Regions from separate parts of the Drosophila melanogaster genome. Here regions 1 and 3 are each linked to region 2. A link is a contact called in public Hi-C and HiChIP or PLAC-seq data. All regions are on one chromosome and are shown on one strand. Each heading gives the region's core, a stretch centred on a gene start, on an enhancer-like site or on the middle of the called end of the contact. The rest is flanking DNA. Distances are from core to core; before and after follow the strand shown. Region 1 holds the start of cmet (CENP-meta). Region 2 holds the start of esc (extra sexcombs). Region 3 holds the start of Boh2 (Buddy of Hmr 2).

Region 1 (3,701 bases), core at 762-3,261, 560 kb before region 2:
TCTCTAAGCTGGTGAACATTTGCAGGTCCTGGATTTCCTTCTTGATTTTATCCGTTCTGTGCAGGCAAATAAGTGCAGGGATCGGGTCGGGGTATGTGGATGCGATTGTTATGTGATGAATGTTATGGAGGATGATCAAAAAGCTTGCAGAAGTACTTACGTTAAGGGACCCTTGGGAGTGAGGGGCAGGTCTGGCAGTTGCCTGATGGTCAACATGGGTTTGAGGACATCTGGGCGAGGGGAGCCAAAATCAATGCATTCTGCCGGGAGAAATTCCTCACTAATGGAGTTGCTCTCGGTACCGATATCCAGGGAACCCAAAATGTTTATGGTCTTTGGAATGTTGTCCCATCGTTTGCCTGCATTTGAAGTGTGAAAAAACACTGGTTTTGGAAGGTGTGAGACCTTTGGAAATTGGTCAATTCGATCTTCAGTTGTGCCGGTCTCTGCTAGCTCCAAATGCGATCCCGATGCAGTGGGACACCAAGTACGGCGACGCTTCTGCTGACCCTTGTCGCTCAGGGAGTGACCACAGATTATCTTGTGCATGTCGTGTTTTATTTGTCTCTCCAGATGCTCTACCTTTTGCTGGTTCTCGTTTTTGCGCTCTTCTTCGGCCAGCTTATCCTTAAGCACCTTTATTTCTCGCTCCAGCCGCTTCATCATTGTGGCGTCAGATACCATCTCGTTGACTTGGGGCTTAATGCGAATTTTCTTGGCTCGCGTGGCGAAACTAAGGGTAGACTGCGACTCTTCCATGATCGATGGTTTGATTGTGCAAATGATGGATGTGAATGCATTGCCGCCCAAAGAAGCCTGCAGAATGCGCGTCAGCTTGGAATCGCGGTAGTTGGTAAATCTATTGTCCGCGTTTTCCGACAGACTTTTGATAACGTTACTGAGAAAAAGTAAGCTCTTGTTTATATGACCGCCCTCTTTGAGGCGCGCTCCTCGAGCACCCGTTTGGTCCGCCCGCTCTGACCCAGCCAGATCCACCAGGTTCAACACGCTTTGAATCACTGCGTCGTCATCGCTGTGGTCCGACTTTCGGGACTCGATGATCTGTGGGATACATGTTGCAGATTATCGGAAAGAAAATAGCAGGCTGCACTTACTATCTTAAATATGGCATGCGAACGGCTGGACCGCTCGTTCATGTTCGTCTCGCCCACGGTGCGCTCCTTATTGCCCAAGCATAGCAGGCGCAGGAGGTCAACCTCGCTGGTTATGATGCACTCCTCGCAGTTCACATTCACAATCCCATTTCCGGACTCATGGATCTTGAGGTCCTGATTCTTCTTGTTCAGCAGATCGTAGATCTTCTCGTTGTAGATCTCGATGTAGCCCACGCGCAGCAGAAAGTCCCGCTCCGTCTCACTGGAGATCTGTTGAAAGATCTCCTTGGCGGCTAGCACCATGACGCCCGGATTCTGTTCGTCGCCCATCATGGTGTACGTCTTGCCTGAAATGCATGCCCGGTTTTAGGTATACCGCCGCGTATATATAGCACAGTACCCACCCGACGACGTCTGGCCGTAGGCAAAAATAGTTCCGTTGAAGCCCTGCATGCAGGCGTGCACTATGTGCTTGGCCATCCGGTCGAACACCTCCTGGTTGCTGGCGCCCTCGTCGAACACATAGTCTGCCAAACGGAATGGAATGTAAATGAGATAAAGGTCTTGTGGATCAGGATACGCTCAACGCTCTAACCACTCACCGAAGACATAGGGCTCCGCATGGCTGTCCGCCAAGTGGATGGAGCGGCGCTCCTTCACCTGCCAGAGTGAAGTGAGCCCGGGCTCGCAGGGACGCACCTTGATGCAGACCTGGATGGAGCTGGCGTTCTTCGCAGACATCTTGGCGCCTTCTTGGTCTCAATGCTTTATGATAAACAGAACGCAGTTCATAAACAAACATAAAATTCAATGTTTTACAGTAAACAAACATTGATCGACATCTTTGTTGCTCGTTAAATTCGAACAAATGCCGCTTTGCAAAATCAGGGATGTATATGCTTCGATATCTTCGAGTGGCGCTAACGACTCGATAGATAAATCGGTTCATCGATTGTTATCATAGTTCCAAATAGGGCTGCAAAAATAAAAACAGAAACACATTATGTTCTTATCCCACAGGGCTGCATTAACATTCCTGATCAAGGGTCGCTACGGCATATATATATTCTAAGACGTTGTGTTCTTATTGGTAGGGCATGCTAACTAACAAAGTTCTATGACTCAATACTTTAAGGTCAAACAGAAAATAGAACAAGCTCTTAAATACATGCGAAAACTACGGTTTAAATTTCATATAAGTTCGTATTTTTTCTACTAATTCATAACTTCTATTCATAGCACACATATAATGTGGAAAGTATTTGATTCCAAAACAAATATTTGAAATAAATTATAACTAAGCTCCCTAATATAACCACTATAATATTTTCCAAATTTTCAATTTTCCTATTTTTTTTAATAGTGAACAACTGGGATTATTATTCCAATGAAATCTCATGTTTATATCAGACAGTATTCTTCTGTATGCATTAAACAATCCCCTCAGCTTTTGTCTGTCTGTAAGTAAGCATTTAATTTAGCGGTCTTTACTATTTTGGAAATATAGATAATAATAATCTATATTATATATCACGAAAAAGCTCGGAAAAAGTTTTATGTTCGAAGCCTATTGGATTATATTTTCATATTCGCCGAAAGCTCCTCAAACTTTTAAATTGAACTGGCTCGCGCCTATTTACTGGTTCCGTATTTCGATCTGGTTCGCTTCCGAAGCGGTATTTGTTCGAATTTACAAAGAGAAACTAACATGTCGATCAAACTAGCTTTTATAAAACGTTAAAATCTGTTTGTGTCTGTTCATTGTGCATGTCAAACACGTTTCCCACAAGTCGCAAAGATGTCTACGAAGAACGCCAGCTCCATCCAGGTCTGCATCAAGGTGCGTCCCTGCGAGCCCGGGCTCACTTCACTCTGGCAGGTGAAGGAGGGCCGCTCCATCCAGTTGGCGGACAGCCATGCGGAGCCCTATGTCTTCGGTGAGTGGTTAGAGCGTTGAGCGTATCCTGATCTACAAGACCTTTATCTCATTTACATTCCATTCCGTTTGGCAGACTATGTGTTCGACGAGGGCGCCAGCAACCAGGAGGTGTTCGACCGGATGGCCAAGCACATAGTGCACGCCTGCATGCAGGGCTCCAACGGAACTATTTTTGCCTACGGCCAGACGTCGTCGGGTGGGTACTGTGCTATATATACGCGGCGGTATACCTAAAACCGGGCATGCATTTCAGGCAAGACGTACACCATGATGGGCGACGAACAGAATCCGGGCGTCATGGTGCTAGCCGCCAAGGAGATCTTTCAACAGATCTCCAGTGAGACGGAGCGGGACTTTCTGCTGCGCGTGGGCTACATCGAGATCTACAACGAGAAGATCTACGATCTGCTGAACAAGAAGAATCAGGACCTCAAGATCCATGAGTCCGGCAATGGGATTGTGAATGTGAACTGCAAGGAGTCCATCGTAACCAGCGAGGACGACCTCCTGCGCCAGCTCTACATGGGCAACAAGGAGCGCGTCGTGGGCGAGACCAACATGAACGAGCGGTCCAGTCGTTCGCACGCCATCTTCAGGATAGTGAGTGCTAGATTCTTGTATTAATCATATAATATGCAAGATTATTT
Region 2 (3,742 bases), core at 121-2,620:
CGCTCGACACAATGCGATCTCCACGCATATTAAAGTCGATGGACAGCACCTCATCGCGATGTCCCTCCACTCCGCCCAGGATGGCAATGCACACATGGCTCTGGATGTTCCACAATCTTATCGCGTGATCCTTGCTGCCCGAAAGCAAAAGCTGTAGCTTGTGCGGATGGAACTTCAGCTCGTTAATGGCCTGTCCATGGCCAATGTAGTTGCCCACCGCCTCATTCTGCTCGACATCAATAACCCGGATGACTCCGCGGTATCCAGCAGCGGCCAGGAGAGGTGAAGAGGTCTTAAGGTCGTACGACCAGGCGCAGGTGTAAAATACTTCATCGGGCTGGGAAGGGAATTCAAGATTTGTTGATGTATTTCGAGTTTGTACAATTACATTTGCGACCATATTCTCAGTTACTCTCGGCTAAATTAACAATATAAGCTTTAATTTGAAAACTTGACTGTTATGAAAAACCAAACTTAATACAAGAAATGATAAATGTTTGGATATTGTGAAACCATGCTGAAAGCCTGTAACGATTGTTCTTACTTTAAAACAATTAACAAAAGCAATGATTTAATAGAAACTTTGACTGGATCCCACTTTTTCTACAGCTTTGAATGCGATGTCTAATGTATGAAGCCCCTAACTTTAGCCAACTGATCAATAGGGTCTTGAAAGTGTATTCTGTATCCTGGCGACTCACATCCGGATCTGCATAGCAGTGGAGCAGCTGCATCCCGCCCTGTCGAGGGCACTCGTAGACGGTCACCCGGTTGCTGCCCGCCGTAGCGAAGACCTGTGGCTCATCCTTGCCCAGCAGCGTGTTGAAGGCTACGCCGAAGATGTTGGCTCCGTGGTTCTCCTTCACGTGGGTGCTTCATGGTAATCATTTGTAGGTTCAGTATCAGTGGCCAGCTGAGAAAGTGCATATTCTTACTCGTATTTGTAGGCGGCGCGACTTTTTGGCTTCGATTTGGTGCTCCGGCGACCGCGGCGCTTGCTGCGCGTGCTGGATGACGGGGACTTGCTGCGCGAGGTGGTGCTGTTGGTGGTATAGCTGGCCGACTCATCCTGCAGCCGGCACATGGCCCAAAAGATCCATTAATTCTCGGTTCGCACAGCCATTTGTCATTCGCTACTCACGCCGCATGATTCCTCCGACTCCTCGGGCTCGTTGCCGTTTTTCACTTTATCACTGCTCATTTCGAACGCGCGGCACGTTTGTACGGTTAAATGAAACCCAAATTAGGCCGCGACTTCAATGAACTATTCGATAATGCTTTTTTTAAATGTTTAAATAACGAGGCGAATGAAAATGTTTTTTTTTGGCGGCAATGGTGTGACCCCAGTCACGGATCGCGTAAAATACCCAGGCATTGCAGGCAGTACGGTCTTACCATTGCGCAGCGTGGCCACCTGGTCACGATCGGCTGGCCAGTGTTGGTAAACATTAAACGGTATTTAACACACTTAGGCGGGAAAGTTAAAAAAAGTTCAAAAACGACAAAACACATGCGCAAGCTAGTTTTTTAATATAGAAAACAAACAAATGTAGGACAATCAACATGCCATGGATTCATGTGCGGTATTCAAACTTTGTACATGTATTCACAAAATTACACTGGTCGACAAGACTAGGAGAGTTGCTGCTTGCGAGTGGCGTCAAAAGTGGAAGATATAGTTTCTCAGAAATGCAAATGTATCATACAAATACTTTAAGCAGTTTTGAATACATTTAAAGTATATCTTCCAGTTCTCACTCCTTCAAGTGCTTACTACGTATGAATGTAAGTTTGATTTAATAGTTGCACGGAGTATTTAAACGTAGTAAGCAATTTTTTGTCCAAACGCGGCAACGAAACATTTACAATCCCGCTGAGCGCGGCTGGGGAACGAAACAAGTGTCCTTTTTTCTTTTTTTTTTTTTGATTAGTCTAGGATAAAATAGTTATTTACAACAGAAGCGAGCAAAAGATTTGGGGTAGGGGACAGAGGCTAGACAGAAGATTACAGCAGTGGAAATCGCAGACAGAGGTCAGCAGACAGATGGATAGATTGGATAAAGGAGAGATAGAGAGACAGAGTTCATAGAGTTATGTGTGTATATATAGAAAGTAGTTCATTCTGGAGCTGTGTGGTTGTTGGTTGGTTAACGCAAACGTGAAACGATAAAGGCAAATCGAACGAACTGAAGAGGCGTAACGGATAAACGTTAGTCTAGCATAGAAATCAAATTTCAAGTACGTTTTGTTCGTCGACATGGACCTGGCCCAGGTGGGTGTCCTTAGGCGGCGTTGCCGATGCACCGCCGCTGGGTTACTGCAACTGCCACTGCTGCCGGCACTTCCCGCTTGACTCTCGGCCGCCTTGGCACTTGGCTCCGCGGTTGCGCTGGAGGAGGTGGTGGTTTGGGATGTCAATGTGGATGTGCTGGCGGGCGGCGGTGGTCCCTTGTCGCCGGGATCCTTCGAAGGACTTTCTTCCATCACCGATTCCCTTACGGTTTCCAGGGCGGGTTGAAGCTTAGGGGCAGGTTGTGCGATAGTTTCGCTCGAGGTGTTGGATGGTGGACCCGTTGGGCCACTGTGGGTCTGCGGCGCCTGGGAAACGCCCTTGGTGCGACTCTCTATGCTGTCCTGGTTGTCAGCGCCTGGTGTGACACCTGCACCTGCTCCCCCAGGCGACGCCTCCTGCAGGCTGCAACTCCTATTGGAGTTGTTGTTGTCCTGCTGCTGGTCATCGCGTCCGTGGCTATGGCGACTGCAGTTCAGGTTCTTGCAATTCCCATTGCAGCCCTCCCTGCAGAAGTAAATGGCCGGCATACGTTGGGCGCCAGTTTCGAGTGCCAAGGCGGTCAAGTTTTTCGGCGCCCAGCAGTTGGCAGTGAGTAACAGCGAAAATGCAAATGGGCAATTTTTGGGCAACGAGACACCACGTTGATTTGACGTTGCATAGCATTCGGATTGTTTGTGTGTTTTGTGCAAAAGTTTTCATTTAGTTTTCATGTTTTTTTTTTTTTTTGGTTTTAGGTAAATAGTTTTGGCAATAGAAAGAAAGAATATATAAATAGAACATCAGTTGAGAGATTGTGATAAAGCTTTTGGGTTTAGTAGGGGCAGTGGATTGGACTTTTCCCACGAAGATTGCCTTACTCTAAATAAAATATCTGTCAATCATGTTCTAAAGTTGAACCTTCAAGAATTTCACTGTTCACATTTATATACAAAAAAAAAAAACAAATATTTTGTTAAAATAGACAATACAGTTCAACAATTCGTTTCCTTCTGGTAGGGCAACTTTTAAAAATGCATCAATTCCGAAACAAAACAAAAATCCTAGACGAAATGGCAATCGGAGTTAACTGCGTAACTTTGTGAGATATTTCACGAAAATCAAAATTAAAACAAATGGGAAAACGACTTTCAACTCAACCTCACTTGGCAATGTAAATCGAAGAATCGTGTCATGTGTGGGCTCGGCAGGTAGAAAAATGTTTATTAATTCATGTTCCCCGGCACCTGAATACAATGGATACCGCATACTCCATACATATGCAGATGACATTCGGGAGTGGTTCGGTTGTTTTTTTTTTTTTTTTTGAGGGGGTTGATTTAATTGAAAGTGTGGTAAATAATAAAAATGCACTGATGCATTGGGCTTGTATTTGTGGAGAGTCCACTTTTGCGGCTGGGAAGCGAACCAAAATCGGGTTGTAAAATGCATAGCTTACACCGGACTACTATT
Region 3 (3,605 bases), core at 485-2,984, 650 kb before region 2:
TAATTCATAATTGCATCATGTTGCTCACATTTCTGAGCCAAAACGCAATGGAATTTAATTAAGTTAACCCTGCAGGTGCCGACGGTCCTTTGTGTGCCGTTTTTTTTATGTCGAAGGCCCCAGGTACCCGTCTTGAATTCTGATTAGTCACGGCTATCAAAGAGTAAAAACTTTAGCAACAATATGTTTTAATATTGTTATATTTATTCGCAAATGCATAACTTGAAAGGCTATTTTGTAGATATTAAATGCAACTAATTTGCCCATTTTGTTAATATGTTGACAGACTACAGCCCATAGATTAAAAATTAATGAGCTCTGAAAAATGGAAACTTTTGTTGTTTTACAAGTAGGCAACTAGTTCTAACCAGCAAGGATTACGGAGTCAGAGAAGCTCTAAAGGATGGCCCACATTTATAAAGATTTGATAGAAGAATTGATAGACCTGGTTTGATCTGAATTCTACCACCCCCTGAGTTAAACTTTATGGCCAAAATGGAGTCTGCATGTGAGCATAGGACCAACCATGTGACCATTGGATGGATGAGGGGCAGGAGAGCTGATGGGATGCCCACAGGCATCGCATGCTGAGTCAGATGGGAGTGCATCTTGCGCATTTGGGCGCGATGGAGATGGAGATCGAGGATGGCGGATGGACGTGGACGCCTGCACTTATTAATGCTTAATAAATGGCATTTCATTTCTTATTATTCCCGGACTCGGGACGAAACGTGTTGGAGGATTTTATTGCACTGCCTTTCTGCCGACTGCAGTTGTTGTCGTGGTTAATGCGAGTCGATATATTGGCCATGACTAAGGATGCAGATGCACGAAGGGCCTGGCCTGGCCTGGCGTGGTCCGAGTTGGCCCATTCCAATCCATTTCCAGACGGAGTCAGTCAGTCGCTGTGTGCTAAAGTAATTATTTCATTTGAGCCAACAATGAGGCTGCAACTCTGAGTTCGCCGAGATGGATGATTGACGAGTGGAAATTAAAGAAGCTGGCGGCTGGAACTGTCCAGCCCGGTCCAGTCCAGTCCAGTCCGGTCCGTTCGCTGTTTCAGTACTAAAACCCGCTGCTCAATGTCCGATCCGAGCAGCATCTTTTAACGACCAGCGTTCGCTCTTAAAGTACTTGGAATGTAAATGAAGCGGGTGCAACTCCATTCTACTCCACCCATCATCCGATCCGTCGTCCAGCTCCATTTGCCCCGTTTCGAGGTCAGCGCGGTGGTCGTTGCACCCACGCGCCATTTCCCAGACACCTGAATGCTCTCACCTCGATTATGTATGCAAATTATTTATTATCTCACTCTGCGAGAACTTAATGTGTTAAGAAGGGCCCCATTCTTAATTGTCTTCATTAGCTATTATGGTCGCAAGCTTCAAATATAGTTTTAATTAATGTTTGTTCAGACAACTATAGACATAAAACATATACAAATAATAAGTTAGTAATTGAGCGATTTTTTAGATTGCAAGGCAAAAATAGAAATGCGTTGTATATGTTCAACTTAAATCTTAATTACTTTTACAAGCTAAGCTATACTAGCATTTATGTTCTAACAACTAATATTTAATAAGTAATAGCCAGAAATATCTAAAAGCATTTTTTGCTTTCTTGCAATCGCCAAAGAATTTTCGAATTTCCCGCTTTACGCTTATCGGTCTATCAACATGCGCAACGGCACTCTGGTATTTTATGGTATTTTTCGTGGTATCTTCGGGAAACCTGTGATTCCCTAACGCGTGGTTCACACTACAAAAAAAAAAGACAACGCTGAGTTTTTAACATTAAAAACGTTTTTTAAACCACTAAAACGAGAAAAATAAATAAAAAATAAGTTTGTGCGTGATCGAAAAGCGTTGGCCGATTTGCAGAGGAGCAGGCAATTCACAATCAGCTGCCGTGAGAACTGTCGTATAGCCAAGACAATGCAGCAAACAAATCCGGCTTCTGGCGGGGATGCGCTGCTTCCATTGCGCACCTGCAACACCACCGGATGCAAAGTGGCCACTGTGGTGGAGAAGACGAAGAGGAAGTGCTCCCAGTTCGTGTCCGCGCCGTACATAATGCCCAAGCCACTGGTAGTCAATGGGCACACATCGATCTTTCAAGTGGGCGGCGAAATGGCCCATATGGGCGACATTCCGGCGCTCTCGAAAATTAGTGATGGTGGACAGCTAGTATACCGAATAAAGCCGGGCACCCATGCCCATGTCATCAACTATGTGATCATCGACGAGGGCTCCGACTCGCTGGAGAAGGCCAGATCCGGCGACCAGGAGGCCATGCGTCTGCTGCTGGAATCGCAACGTGACAGTGCTGCGTCCAAGCTACAAAAGTTTTTAACCAACCATAAGGGAACTCCGCCATCGGGCTATATTTCATCGCTAATACTATCACGGCCAGTGGCCAGCGTCTCAACGTCTGCGGGCACTCCAGCGGCCACTGGCCATGTGACTACTCCTCAAATCCATCCGAACTTCTCCATCGCCAGCGTAGAGGGTGCAGTACCATTTAGACGCGCCGTTCCACCCTTGGCGGTGAATCCTTCAGCTCCAGCTCCAGTTCCTTCAGGCCCTCTCCCAGCTGTCAGTGCAGTTCAAGCTGACTCCGTGGATCGCCTTCAGGCGGAGCTTGTCGAGTTGCGACGTACGGTGGCGCGCTTGGAGGAGAATAGTCGCCGCTAGATGACCGACTTCCCTTTGCGGAGGAATACTTTAGTTAAGCCAAAAACGCTTGGGTCAACTACTACAGCGACCTACCCTAAATATAGTTAATCTAGGCCAATAAATTTAGTATAACAATATTGTGTGTTTCCTAAATGTATATCCACATAAATCTAAAGTTATTCAATAAAAAACTTATGAGAAGTGGGATTGCTTAGCTCATAATCATTTTAGATCGTTATCAACTTATGATCTGCTATATAAATTACATAGATGTTTTCAAACAATTAAGACTGGAAAAATACAAAATTGGTTAATGTTTAAAGGAAGAATACTTCATCATCACCAATGCAGTTCTGTTTAGCAATGATAATCATTACCAAAGTTGAATTGAAATATGTTTAATAAAAATCTATCGGAAAAATAAGATAAAAAATTGAATAAATAAATCTAATGAACCCAATAAGCTTTTGTCATTATATAAGTACGAATGATCCTAAAACCCGTTCCATGCCGAAATCATATCAGTTTCGCAAAGGATATTAGTTTCTGGCAGCCAAACGGGCCAAACATCAAAGCACTCAGGTTCAAGCTGGAAGTGCCGCAGCGCAGACCTGTCCAGAGGAACAGGCGGAGTGCGGACGAGCCCAGTTTCCGATTCCTGGAAAGGTACTCTGATCGCCAAGCCCACGAGACGGGGGACTGGCAAGGTGAAGGGGCATCAAATCCAAATGGCCAACTGCGCCGATTTACTCTCTGTTTTAGGCAAGTAGTGCGCCACTTTGAAACGTTGCGATGGCGTGCCACATGCCTCCTGCTCTCCTTAAAAAAAAAATCGCCATTTTTCGAACTTAACATTTTTTATGTTGGCAGAAAGTGAAGAGACCGAGTCGCGTCTTAAGGAGCCGTAAACGTGGCATTTTATGTGTCATC

The links. Hi-C and Micro-C count contacts between places; a contact is called where the count stands out from the background. HiChIP or PLAC-seq counts read pairs in DNA pulled down with a chosen protein or histone mark.
Region 1: an H3K27ac HiChIP or PLAC-seq map of the Kc167 cell line shows a contact between it and region 2, with 7 times the contacts expected there. The contact joins the promoter of cmet here to the promoter of esc in region 2. A contact is called at or near these places in 8 of 107 Hi-C or Micro-C datasets (the Kc167 cell line, cellular blastoderm embryo, embryo and 3 more) and 1 of 6 datasets of contacts at active chromatin or transcription factors (the Kc167 cell line).
Region 3: a Hi-C map of the Kc167 cell line shows a contact between it and region 2, with 1.6 times the contacts expected there. The contact joins the promoter of Boh2 here to the promoter of esc in region 2. A contact is called at or near these places in 3 of 107 Hi-C or Micro-C datasets (the Kc167 cell line and brain).

The regions. Positions count from the first base shown.
Region 1 is chr2L:11,266,991-11,270,691 of dm6, forward strand. cmet (CENP-meta) reads right to left here and starts at 2,012. Exons shown (of 12, transcript NM_080254.3): 1 at 1,718-2,012; 2 at 1,520-1,642; 3 at 1,116-1,462; 4 at 161-1,062; 5 at 1-56. The coding sequence starts at 1,856. It overlaps cana (CENP-ana), which reads left to right and starts at 2,790. Exons shown (of 11, transcript NM_001032076.2): 1 at 2,790-3,052; 2 at 3,128-3,250; 3 at 3,308-3,654. The coding sequence starts at 2,914.
Region 2 is chr2L:11,828,035-11,831,776 of dm6, forward strand. It overlaps esc (extra sexcombs), which reads right to left and starts at 1,371. Exons shown (of 4, transcript NM_058083.4): 1 at 1,142-1,371; 2 at 936-1,069; 3 at 702-873; 4 at 1-337. The coding sequence starts at 1,201. Pde1c (Phosphodiesterase 1c) reads right to left here. Exons shown (of 10, transcript NM_001144348.4): 7 at 2,243-2,797.
Region 3 is chr2L:11,177,298-11,180,902 of dm6, forward strand. It overlaps Boh2 (Buddy of Hmr 2), which reads left to right and starts at 1,735. Exons shown (of 1, transcript NM_135655.4): 1 at 1,735-3,133. The coding sequence starts at 1,935. The coding sequence ends at 2,693. The region is part of intron 2 of Ca-beta (Ca2+-channel-protein-beta-subunit); the gene reads right to left.